2 separate regions of the Mus musculus genome follow, and region 2 is linked to region 1. Evidence: chromatin contacts called from public HiCAR-type data. All regions are on one chromosome and are shown on one strand. Each heading gives the region's core, a stretch centred on a gene start, on an enhancer-like site or on the middle of the called end of the contact. The rest is flanking DNA. Distances are from core to core; before and after follow the strand shown. Region 1 holds the start of Stxbp5l (syntaxin binding protein 5-like). Region 2 holds the start of Timmdc1 (translocase of inner mitochondrial membrane domain containing 1).

The links. HiCAR-type assays count read pairs that join an accessible place to other places.
Region 2: a HiCAR-type map of astrocytes shows a contact between it and region 1, with 4 times the contacts expected there. The contact joins the promoter of Timmdc1 here to the promoter of Stxbp5l in region 1. A contact is called at or near these places in 2 of 39 promoter capture datasets (cranial neural crest and hippocampal neurons) and 1 of 115 datasets of contacts at active chromatin or transcription factors (astrocytes).

What each region holds. Positions count from the first base shown.
Region 1 is chr16:37,383,664-37,389,046 of GRCm38.p6, forward strand. Stxbp5l (syntaxin binding protein 5-like) reads right to left here and starts at 1,295. Exons shown (of 28, transcript NM_172440.3): 1 at 1,147-1,295; 2 at 1-42. The coding sequence starts at 34.
Region 2 is chr16:38,521,342-38,526,640 of GRCm38.p6, forward strand. It overlaps Timmdc1 (translocase of inner mitochondrial membrane domain containing 1), which reads right to left and starts at 1,322. Exons shown (of 7, transcript NM_024273.2): 1 at 1,000-1,322. The coding sequence starts at 1,193. Poglut1 (protein O-glucosyltransferase 1) reads right to left here. Exons shown (of 11, transcript NM_172380.4): 11 at 3,717-5,299. The coding sequence ends at 5,284.

The sequences.
Region 1 (5,383 bases), core at 45-2,544:
CATCCAAAACTTTTCGGAAATTAAACTTCTTCATTTTAAACACTGTCGAAAAATTAAAAGGAAAAGAGAAGTGGTCACAAACATGGAATTTTACGGGGCAAAAGCCTCTATCTTTTCATTAGTCAAGGCAGGAGTAGCTAGTCCCCATTTTATGAGCATTGGATGTAATCGACGGGGAAGAGGGGTTCGGGCTTCATGTCCTCAAATTTTAACTTTAAAAGGGATATCTTTATAAGATAAAGAGAACACAACTCCAAGAGCAACAGTATTCCTTCCTTCGCACATTCAGATTTTCAAGGGCTTTATCCCCAGCTGTAGCTATGCTTTATCAGCACTGGGGTAAAAATAAAAGGCCGTGTCATCATCGTCATTAGCATTATATCATCATTATTATACAATCAAACCAGAGCCCAACAGACCAAGACCCTATGGACTGTTCTGAAAGGGGGGCTTTCCTTCTTCAGGGTCAACTCATAAATTTTTATTATCGGAAAAAACGATGTTGTAGGGGAACCAGTATTTACTCTTCCACCATGTTTGGGGCTCCCCCCCACACAATCCCATCATCTTCAAAGCTTCCTTTTTCTCAATAGAAACTAGGGGACAGGAAAAAAAATGGCTTTTTTCCATCCCATATACCCAAAAACCTAGACCCCAAAACATCTGCGGTGACTCACGGCCACAGCCGACGGGAGGGGCGAGCGGGGACCGCCTGCCTCCACCTGTCCCCAGCTCCTCTCTTCTGCCCCTCTCCCGCCTCTGGTCTCCCGTGTCCCCTCCCCGCCCGGCTCCCCCTCTGCACAGCAGCGGCTCTCCGGGGGATGTGAGGCGGTGACGCCTGCGGCCCGAGTCCCGCCTCAGCCTGCGGGGCGCGCAGAGCTGGCTCTCTCGCTCCCTCCCAGCCAAGCAGGGCGCTGAGGCTACCACCGCGGGCTACGAGCCCTGGAGCCCTCACAGACAGCCGGGAAGCCACACGCACCTCAGACAGCTGCGCGGGCGCGCTCTCCCTCTTGCACAGGCACACACACACACACACACACACACACACACACACACACACACACACACACACAGGCGTGCGCACAGGTGTGAGGGCAAGCCGCGATGGGACAGCACGGGTGTCCCTGGGGACCCCAGACTTAGCACCTTCCTCAGACGCCACTAGCCGCCGGCCAGCCCGTGAGGCGGAGGGCGCGGAGGCTGCAGGCTCACAGGCGGGCGAAGGTCCAGCCCGGATCCGGCCGCTTCTCGGGTCCCTCTGGTCCTGGTGCCTGGCGCTCTCCGAGGTCCTAACCGAGCGGGCGGGTCTGTCTCAGGCTCCGCCCCCGCCGTGGGAGGTAGGCCCCGCCCCAGTCGGCCCGCACCCTCCTCCCTCCCAGACTCTCGCGCCGGGGGCGGGGCACTCTGGGCACCAGGGGGGCGGGACATCCTCTCGCCAATCACAAGCTCCACTGACCTAAGTCTTAGGGATTCCAGGCAGGAAAGAAGTTTGGGGATAGGTCAGAGAAAAAGCCAGTGACAGGAGGAGGGGATCATTTAGGAAAGTAGGTGATGTATTTGATTGACAGCCATACTAGCCAGTATGCCTTGGCGCCGTGCTTTGGGGGCTGTAATTGGTGCTACCTGTTGAAGGACGCAAGTGTGAATCAATAGAATGCTTGCAAGCTTGAGAACTTGCGCTCCGGGAGTCCCAGGCTGCAGAAAGGGTTACCTTAGGTCGTGCTCTGGACTGTATTGTGGACCCGGCTTTTGGACCGGGCTTATTTTGCAGCCTTCCCCCACCCCCCAGCACCCCTTGAATCTATTTCTGCTCACCAGGGCCAGGTGCATCTAATAGACGATCTCGCTGCCCTGCTATATGCGTTGAACGTAGATTTGTAAATAATCCCTACAAACTGTTAGTTCTCTCCATTAAGTCATCTGTACCAAAATGAATTGGTTTTCGGTGGAAATGTTGGCTTCCAAATCTTAAGGAAATGATTTGCCTACTTTATACAGCCTATGGAAATAGACCAGCGTTCCCCTTCTCCACATAGACAAATTAAATTTTTGAGGAAACATTTCTCTCAAATCATGACAAGATGCATCTTAAGCTTTTTTCTCATTTGAATCATTTTGGAAAATACTCTATTCCATACAGGAAAAAGAAACATCGCACCATTGTGAAGAAGGTGATGTAGTTCTGAGCCCTGACTGGCTTTTGGTAAAAGGCTCAAGGTCCATAACTAACTGTACACTTTAATCTAAGCAACAGGGATCATTAGAAATCGTCCCAAATATTTACTGTCCTACATCTTAGGTATGAAACACCACTTCCAGACCCATCCCTTTCTCTGTCAGAGATGAGAGGGGAGAAAGGGAAGACTTGAATGCCTTATGAATTACTCAGGCAAATAGCAAAGAAACCATGGCGATCAAATCGCGCTCAGATTTTCGGAAACTCAGCTCGGTATTCACATTCTCATTTTGAATGTTCTACTCCTTAACACTTGCAGCACTTCTTTTTGTAACCCTCTCACACTTTCACGGTCAAACCCAGATAGTGATTTTCTTAATAACCATTAAGGAGTAGAACTTTGTGCTTCTAGTTAATTTAGTACCTGGCACAGTATTTCTCTTAGAAAGAGCATTCAAAGGGCTTTAGACAATGGATTAGTTACTGGCTATAAGATAAAGATTTATGAGATGATATCTAACTTATCATGCTTGGGAGGAGTGAAAAATAAGTATGGAAACAAATTTCATATGTGTTATAAACTGGATCTTGAAGTGCTTCTAAATCCTATATCAGATACCTAACAATACCTGTCTTTTGCTGTCTCCTGTTGCCTTTTTTTTTTTTTTTTTTTTCCTTTCTGGCCCATTGTTCATTTCCAAACATCGGAGTTAATGAGAGCTAAAAGATTTTCTTCCTCTTTTTACGTCTAGCTTTTCTTTGAAAGGAGGCGATTTGGTGAGTTAACCATTATTAAATAGAGTGATGGATTTAGAATGCTTTCTTTGCTTCAGCAAAATTTGACCTACCTACTTAAGGGTCAATATGAAAACAAGCCCACAGCATGTGGAGGTCTGGCCTTTTGGTAAAAGTGAAGGAAGAAGATATTCCAGTTCAGCAAAGAGACATAAAATGTTTACAAACAAAACTTAGGTCACTCATCACAAGCATCATACTATCACAAATGTATTCTATGAAAAAAAAAAAAAACCAGAACTGATAAAGGAAAAGCATATTAAACAAGTTAACAAAGATCATGAAGGGAATTCAACAACCTGCTAAGTTAAAAAAAAAAGCTATAAAACACACAGCAGTCCAGATGGGATGACAAATAGGTATGAAAAGTAGAAGAAATGTTGTGTCAAAATATACACGTTTCCAATAAATATTAGAAAGTTAAAACAGCTGGTAAGGTGACTCGGTGGTAAAACATTTGTCTAACTTGTGCAGGGCTGTGCTTTCATTCTCCTAAATAAACACACACATAAAATTAAAAATAAAATGAAATACTATAGTTAGGACTCTCTGGCATAATTTTAAATATTAGCAATTCTCTACAGTAGCACAATAACTTATACATGGTGAATATCCAGCATATGTTAACTTGAATATAAGATAACAAAAGGCAGGAGGCACCTTGTATGTTGGGAAACAGTAAAAAGAATCTTACTACATGAATCATAATGAAATATTTGTGAATGCACATTCCATCCTGAGTTAAAAAGCAACAGGGTGTTATTGTATAAACATTTGGGAAAGGGAATGAGATCAGAAGATACAATATAGCCTATAAACAATATAGAAAATGCTAGAGCTGGGTTAAGTAATGATCACTCCTGGCTTCTTCCTGCCCATGTGACAAGTATAAAGAGCTATATGAAAGAAAAGTGGCCTGAGCTTGATACTTGCAACAAAATAAGTAAATCACAAATCTAATAATCAAATCAACAAAGCTAATAAACTGGAAGGTGTTTAGAATATGTGTCGAAAAGAAAGTACAGCTCACTTTAAGGAGTTACAATCTTGGACTCAAGCCAACAATGAGGGGGATCTAAGCTACTTTTCTACACTGAAAGAGCAATCAAAAAAATTGCACAAAAAACTATACTCATGTGACACTTCTAATAGAAAGGAGTACTTGATGAATTGGCTGAGCTTTGATAAAAGCATGCAGGGAAGACAAAGCAAACTTGTAAATGGTATATTGTATATATAAAGTCCTACCGGGTGGGTGTCACCTATATCCCAAACACTGGAAGCTGTGAACTCCATAAACATCTCATCCATTGACTGCTCATTATAACTCTAGGAGATGGGTAGTTATTCTCCCCACATTATACGTATAAGAAAACATAAGTTTCAGGGGGGAAAAATTGCCTACAGTCACTTAAGATAATCTAGTCTTCAAATCTAGGCCTAACTTCAAAGATTATGTTACTTAACTATTACTAATTTAGAAAAAAAACTAAACAAGGTAGAATAGAAAGGGGGGGGGTAGTCAGTTCTTCTTGAAAATGTAGCTATACATGATTAGTTTACCAGAACTCTTATAACAGTACAAATTGGGTTTCTTAAACAAGAAAATGTATTTTCTCACCACGTTGAAATCTAGAGTTATATTATCAAGGTATCAGCAGGTTTAATTTCTCCTGAAACTTCTAATTGGCTTGCACCTTCTCTGTGGTCTTGCTTGGTCTTTTATCTGTGGGCCAGAACCCTAATGTCAGTGTGTCTAGATTCCCTCATCTTATGATACCTATCAGACTATAGTAGAGGCCACCTTATTGGCCTTGTTTGAATTGAATCTTTATTTTTTTAATTAGGTATTTATTTCATTTACATTTCCAATGCTATCCCAAAAGTCCCCCACACGCTCCCCCACCCACTCCCCACTACCCCCCCCCACTCCCACTTCTTGGCCCTGGCGTTCCCCAGGCCAAGAAGTCTGCACGGCCAATGGGCCTTTCTTTCCACTGATGGCCGACTAGGCCATCTTCTGATACATATGCAGCTAGAGACACGAGCTCCAGGGGGTACTGGTTAGTTCAGAATGTTGTTCCACCTATAGGGTTGCAGATCCCCCCAGCTACTTGGGTACTTTCTCTAACTCCTCCATTGGGGGCTGTCACAATGCCAAAGGAAAATTTTTTCTGACGTTAGGTTGGGGCTTCGACATATGAATTTGGGTGGAGGGATATAACTTATTCCATAACAGTAAATTTGACAATTTCAGGAGAGGATCTACTATGAACTAAATCTGTGTCAATTTTTTTTCATCTGGCTTCTCATTTAATCCTCATAGACATGATACATAGTAGCTATTGACAACTCCATTTTATAGGTGGCAAAACTGAAGCAAAAACAAAACAAAAACAAAGAAAGAAAAGA
Region 2 (5,299 bases), core at 72-2,571, 1.1 Mb after region 1:
CTTTCACCATTGATTAATAAATGAATAACGTTAAATAAATATCAGGTGAAAGTAATGCAGGATTAATCATTTACTCCTCACATAGTTTATTTTAGTATCTTCTGCAAAGGGAGATGGAGCTGGGCGTGTAACATCTGTGGCAGATGACCAACCCCCATCAGGGAAAAAAAAAAAAAAAAAAAAGAGAGGCTCGGCCCAGAATCCCAGAAGACCCGGCTGTAATCCCAAAATCTGGGAGGTTGAGAATGGATTGTAGCTTTGAGTTTCAGGCCAGCTTGGTCTACAAGCACAGCAAAACTCTTGTCTCAAAAAGGAGAGTTGGGGGACTAGAGGGATGGCTTGGCAGCTAAGATCGTGTACTAGTTTTACAAAGGATCCGGGTTCAGTTCTTAGAACCCCTGTAACTGTGACTCCAGGTAACTCCAGATCCAGGAGAATCTGACACCTCTGGCTGAGGGCATGTGCACTCTACTGCCCATACCCAAATACCGACCCCCACATACAAGTAGTTCTTAACAATGGAGGTGGGAACAAGGGGGCAGAGCTGCTGGAAGGTGCGGAGAGGAGGAGGAGGAGAACAGTTGTCACTGTTTTTTTTTTTTTTCTTGTGCAAAATAATAATGATAAATTAACAATTCTCTCTGTCCTTCCAGCTTCTGGAGTATATAAAGCCATTACTGACAAAGAAAAATCAAACGAAATACGAAAAAACAATATTAGTGTAGACTTCACAATATAGTTCCCAGTGATACTACATGACAATAATCGAATGAATCCAATTTTTCTAATATGTAAAGTTAGGGTACTGGTTTCACGAGAACGATACTGTCTTAAGAGTGTGACTCTGAGTGAATCCGACTCAGAAGGCTGCATGTCAACCAGGTCGGACACTATCCGGGCAGAGAGAACTTTCAGCGTCGCAGGGACCGCGCGCTGGAGCTCGCCCGGGCTGCGGCCGTCCCCCGAGCATCCCTCCCCACACACCCGAGACATTTTTACTCTTTGGCAAACAGCTGCCGGAGGCGGTCCCATCCGGATTCCAGGGAACCGGGGTCTGAGACACCTGAACGCTGCTCCCGATCCTCCACAAAGCCTGGGGAATCCGCAGCCACCGCACCGGCAGCAAAGACTCGGGGGAAAGGACCCCAGGCTCCGCAAAGGCGGCTGCGGGGAGCGGGCGGCGGCGCGCCCATGGCGCCCTCCTACCCGCAGAGAGACAGACACCCCAGGGTCGGCGGGCACCGTGGGAGAGGGTGACCTGTACAGCCCACTAGCGGCACGTTGGGGGACACTGAACCTCACATCCGGTCCCCAGCCGGCTCACTTCCGGAAGCTCTCGGAAAGGAGACCGGAAGCCCCGCCCCTAGTCGCGCAAAGGCGGGGTGAGGGCGGGGCTCGGGACGTAGAAACTGGAACTGAGAGCTCTTTCGGTAGCGCAGGGTTAGGGATCAGTCGAGCCCCGGAAGTGAGTTGGCGGCCGTTTCGTTTCATCTCAGTGATGTCCTTTGGCGTTTGCGCCCCGTAACTCTGGTCTTCTGGACCTGCTCAGCTTGAAGTGCTCAGGGGCTTAAGTGAGATGGCTCATGTAAGATGCAGAAGGCCACGCAGAAGGGGACAGTACTTTAATCACTGCAAGCGCAGTGGGGAAAGAGGTAGGCGATGCGCTTCTAGGCCACGCCCTGGCGGGCCGGAGGAGCTTCCTGGGCGGAGCAGAGTCTAACCTTAGGGCGCACCCGAAAAGGTCCAAGATTTAAAAACTATTTTTGAAATATCAGCTGTGGGCATTTTTTTCCCCATAACGTGGGCTCCACTACAAGTATCCGTATGCTTACTGCTCCGAGAAGGCAAAAGATCTAGAATTATCATTTAATAACTGAAACTATTATTTCCTGTTTCTTTCAACACAAGACAAAACCAAAAAACTTGTTTACCAAGGTAAAAATATTCCCAATCATTTTGTGTAATTTAGTTATTGGTCGTTACCACAAATCTCATAGTCTTTGCAAACCCTTTCACCTACTATTTTTCTTTTCTAGTTAAAGTACCACAATGAATATACAGCTTGGTGGTGCTCTACAGTCACTTCCACGGAGTACCTAAATAAGTGATTGATTACAAACTTTCATGAGGATATAGTAATAGGATTTGGGAGTTGACTGTGGGACATCTCTACAGATGAGGTTCAGGAAAGTGCCGTGAATGAAGCCCCCATTAGCATTTACTGCAGTGGTATAATTGCCTATTTGCTGATCTCTATCAAGAGGACTGAAGCTGTGCTTTCATCTCTGGATTTGGACTTAGGAATCACCAATCAGTCTATACCATGAAGTAGATGTTAAGTAATTATCTTCTTTGGAGGGAAGGAGGGTCCAAGATAGGGTTTCTCTTGTGTAGCCCTGGCTGTCACATAATTAGCTCTGAAGACCAGGCAGGCCTCCATCTCAGTGATCCACTTGCCTGAAGTAATTAAATGTTGAGTGAATTATTCAGACCCCAATTCCTAGCTCTAGCTTGATGCCTGCTTGGTCTATTTTTCAGAGGTGGTCACTGGGATTAGGGTCCCAGGGCCTGAAAGCCCAACAAAATGAATGTGTTGACTGTCTAGCTTAGCTGTGAGAAGAGCTGAGTGCATTTCTTTGACACATTTGAGGTCCCGGAAATGATCCTTTGCACTTGAACTTTCTAGAATCAGGGTCGACATGAATGAGGACAGGGCAAAGATTGGGCAAACACTAACAAAATCATTTACCTATGGGGATTGGAGAGATGGCTCAGTGGTTAAGAGCACTGGCTGCTCTTCTGAGAGATCTTGAGTTCAATTCCCAGCAACTATATGGTGGCTCACAACCATCTGTAATGGAATCTGATCTTCCCTTCTGATGTGCATGAAGACAGGGTGCTCAAATACATAAAATAAAATGTTAAAAACCATTACATATAGCTCAGATGTCCCCAGGATCCAACATCCTGTAGAGACAAACAAGGTCTTCCTTAGTACCAGATAGATTTCACAAACTCTTCAGCTCCCTTTTCCATTTAGGTGGTCCTGGAAAATGCTCCTATGCCAGGCGAGTGTCCTACCACTCACCTACATCCTAGCCCCAAAGACTCAAAAGCTGCCTTTGGTACCTAGTACCGAGAATTTCCCTAGGCCCTTGGTGATGGTCCATCTCACCGCTCTACCTTAACTCTCTCTCTTACTCAGCCTCCCACATTCTCGAAGCTACCAGACCTTACCTTCCTTTACCAGCAGAGAAACACTCCGCCTCTTCTGTTCTCTGATTTTTGTTTTGTTTTGTTTTTTGTTTTTCGAGACAGGGTTTCTCTGTGTAGTCTTGGCTGTCCTGGAACTTACTCTGTAGACTAGGCTGGCCTTGAACTCAGAAATCCACCTGACTCTGCCTCCCAAGTACTGGGAATAAAGGCATATGCCACCACCGCCCAGCTCTGTTCTCTGATCTTGAAGGGTCTCAAAGCAATACTGTCAGTCAAAATGTAGTCAAAATACCCTCTAACATACACAGCTCTCTCATCCTCAGGACATGGACTTGCTAACAGGAACCATTAGTGAAGGGTTTCAATCATCTCTGTCTAGAACCAACGCTTATCCCTCAGCCCAGCTGAGTTCTGCTCATCAAACCCAACCACTTTTTCCACCCACAGTCACTTTTCTCTTGGGTCAATGGGTTCTCTTTTCCAGGCTCACCAAGTACAACTCTTACAAAACATATTATATTCGGTTATATTGAAAACAATAGTAGTCTTTTCTATAGTAAGTAAATGAGGAGCCAATGGTTACGTTTAGGACCGAACCAGTATTAATGATAACAGAAATCTTCAGAAGTGTGACCATACAAACCATTTTCGAAATCACACACTTGACATACTGTTACCCACCATTCGCATACCATCTACAGTGAGGTACACAGGCAAGAGTCAGAGCCGAGTAACTTTTGTTGTTTTTAAAAACAGATACTCCTTACTACTCCAGGGCAAGTAAGGATCTGAACTGACCCATTTCTCACAGTGTATCTCATCCCCACTGGAGCAAGCAACCGAGCAGTTTAAAAAATAGACTTTAGTTAGGCCAGGCGAGTGTATCCATCCATTCCCACTCACTCATTCCAATAGCTGTTCAGTAACTGCTCTGCGTGAGGCACTGTGCTGATAATGGAGACATCAAGAGCAGAGAAACGTCATTCTCGTCCATCAGTAAGCGTACAGAGCGTGGGGGAAAGAGGCGCGTAACGACAAAGCAGCACGGTGGCACAGAACACAGATGTGAGCCGCCAACTGCCAAGGAGGTTCAGAGGTGATGCTGGAGCCCAAGGATAACCTCATACCGGAGTAAAAGCGAAAGCTGAGTGCTCTATAAATTGCCACTTCATGATATGGTCACATATGAAGACTGCAGTCTCTGCAAACTGAGCTGATCCTGCTGCTACAAATTCAAAATGGCAAAATAAAAGATGTGCAAAAGGTGAGACAGGACCTCATGTAGCCGGGCTCTCCTTGAACTCCTGTGTAGCTGAGGGTGGCCACGAATTCATCTTCCTGCCTCTCGCTTCAGAAGTGCTAGTATTACAGAGGCATAGTTCTTTAGTGAGACTGCTTCCTGAAAGGACTGGGAAATTTCTCTTAATCTCCTTCAGAGAGAATAAAAAGGGCATGAAGGCACAAAATGGGAATCTGAAATCCAACTGCAGAAGTTACTCATGCCACTGAGGCATTATGGAAACCTCCTGAGTGCCAGAGAATTTATGCAGTTACAAAACAGAGCACAGCCACTGGCCTCCTTCAGACTCCAGAGGAAGCAATCGCTGTGGTATTTTTCACAAACTCCAAAGGATTTCTACATAAAAATAAAGCAACAGAATCAAACCTAAAATAACTTCAGAGTTGCTTGTGTATTGTACTAGTTCCAAACGATGGATGGTCTGCTCCAAATAACAGGACAAAGCATCTTCAGATGGACACAGTCCATTTCACAGTGATAACACACGTAGATGACCCGAGGCACAAGCTGTGACTGATCATAGGAAAACGATGGTTAGAATGCAGTTCCAAAGCCTTATCTCATGATTCCAAAGAGCTGAGCTGTTTCATTTCTGCTCATTACACACATACTAGATCTTTCTCAAGAGTCCCTCTGGCTTCAACATGATAAGGAAAACTGGATGTTTGGCTTGTCCAAAAGTGTTCAAGGTACAGGCATCATGATCATGGTATTTCACCACAGAGCATCTCAGATCCACTGTCAGGATTCTGGTCCTGGGATGGATACTACAGTTCAGTTTTC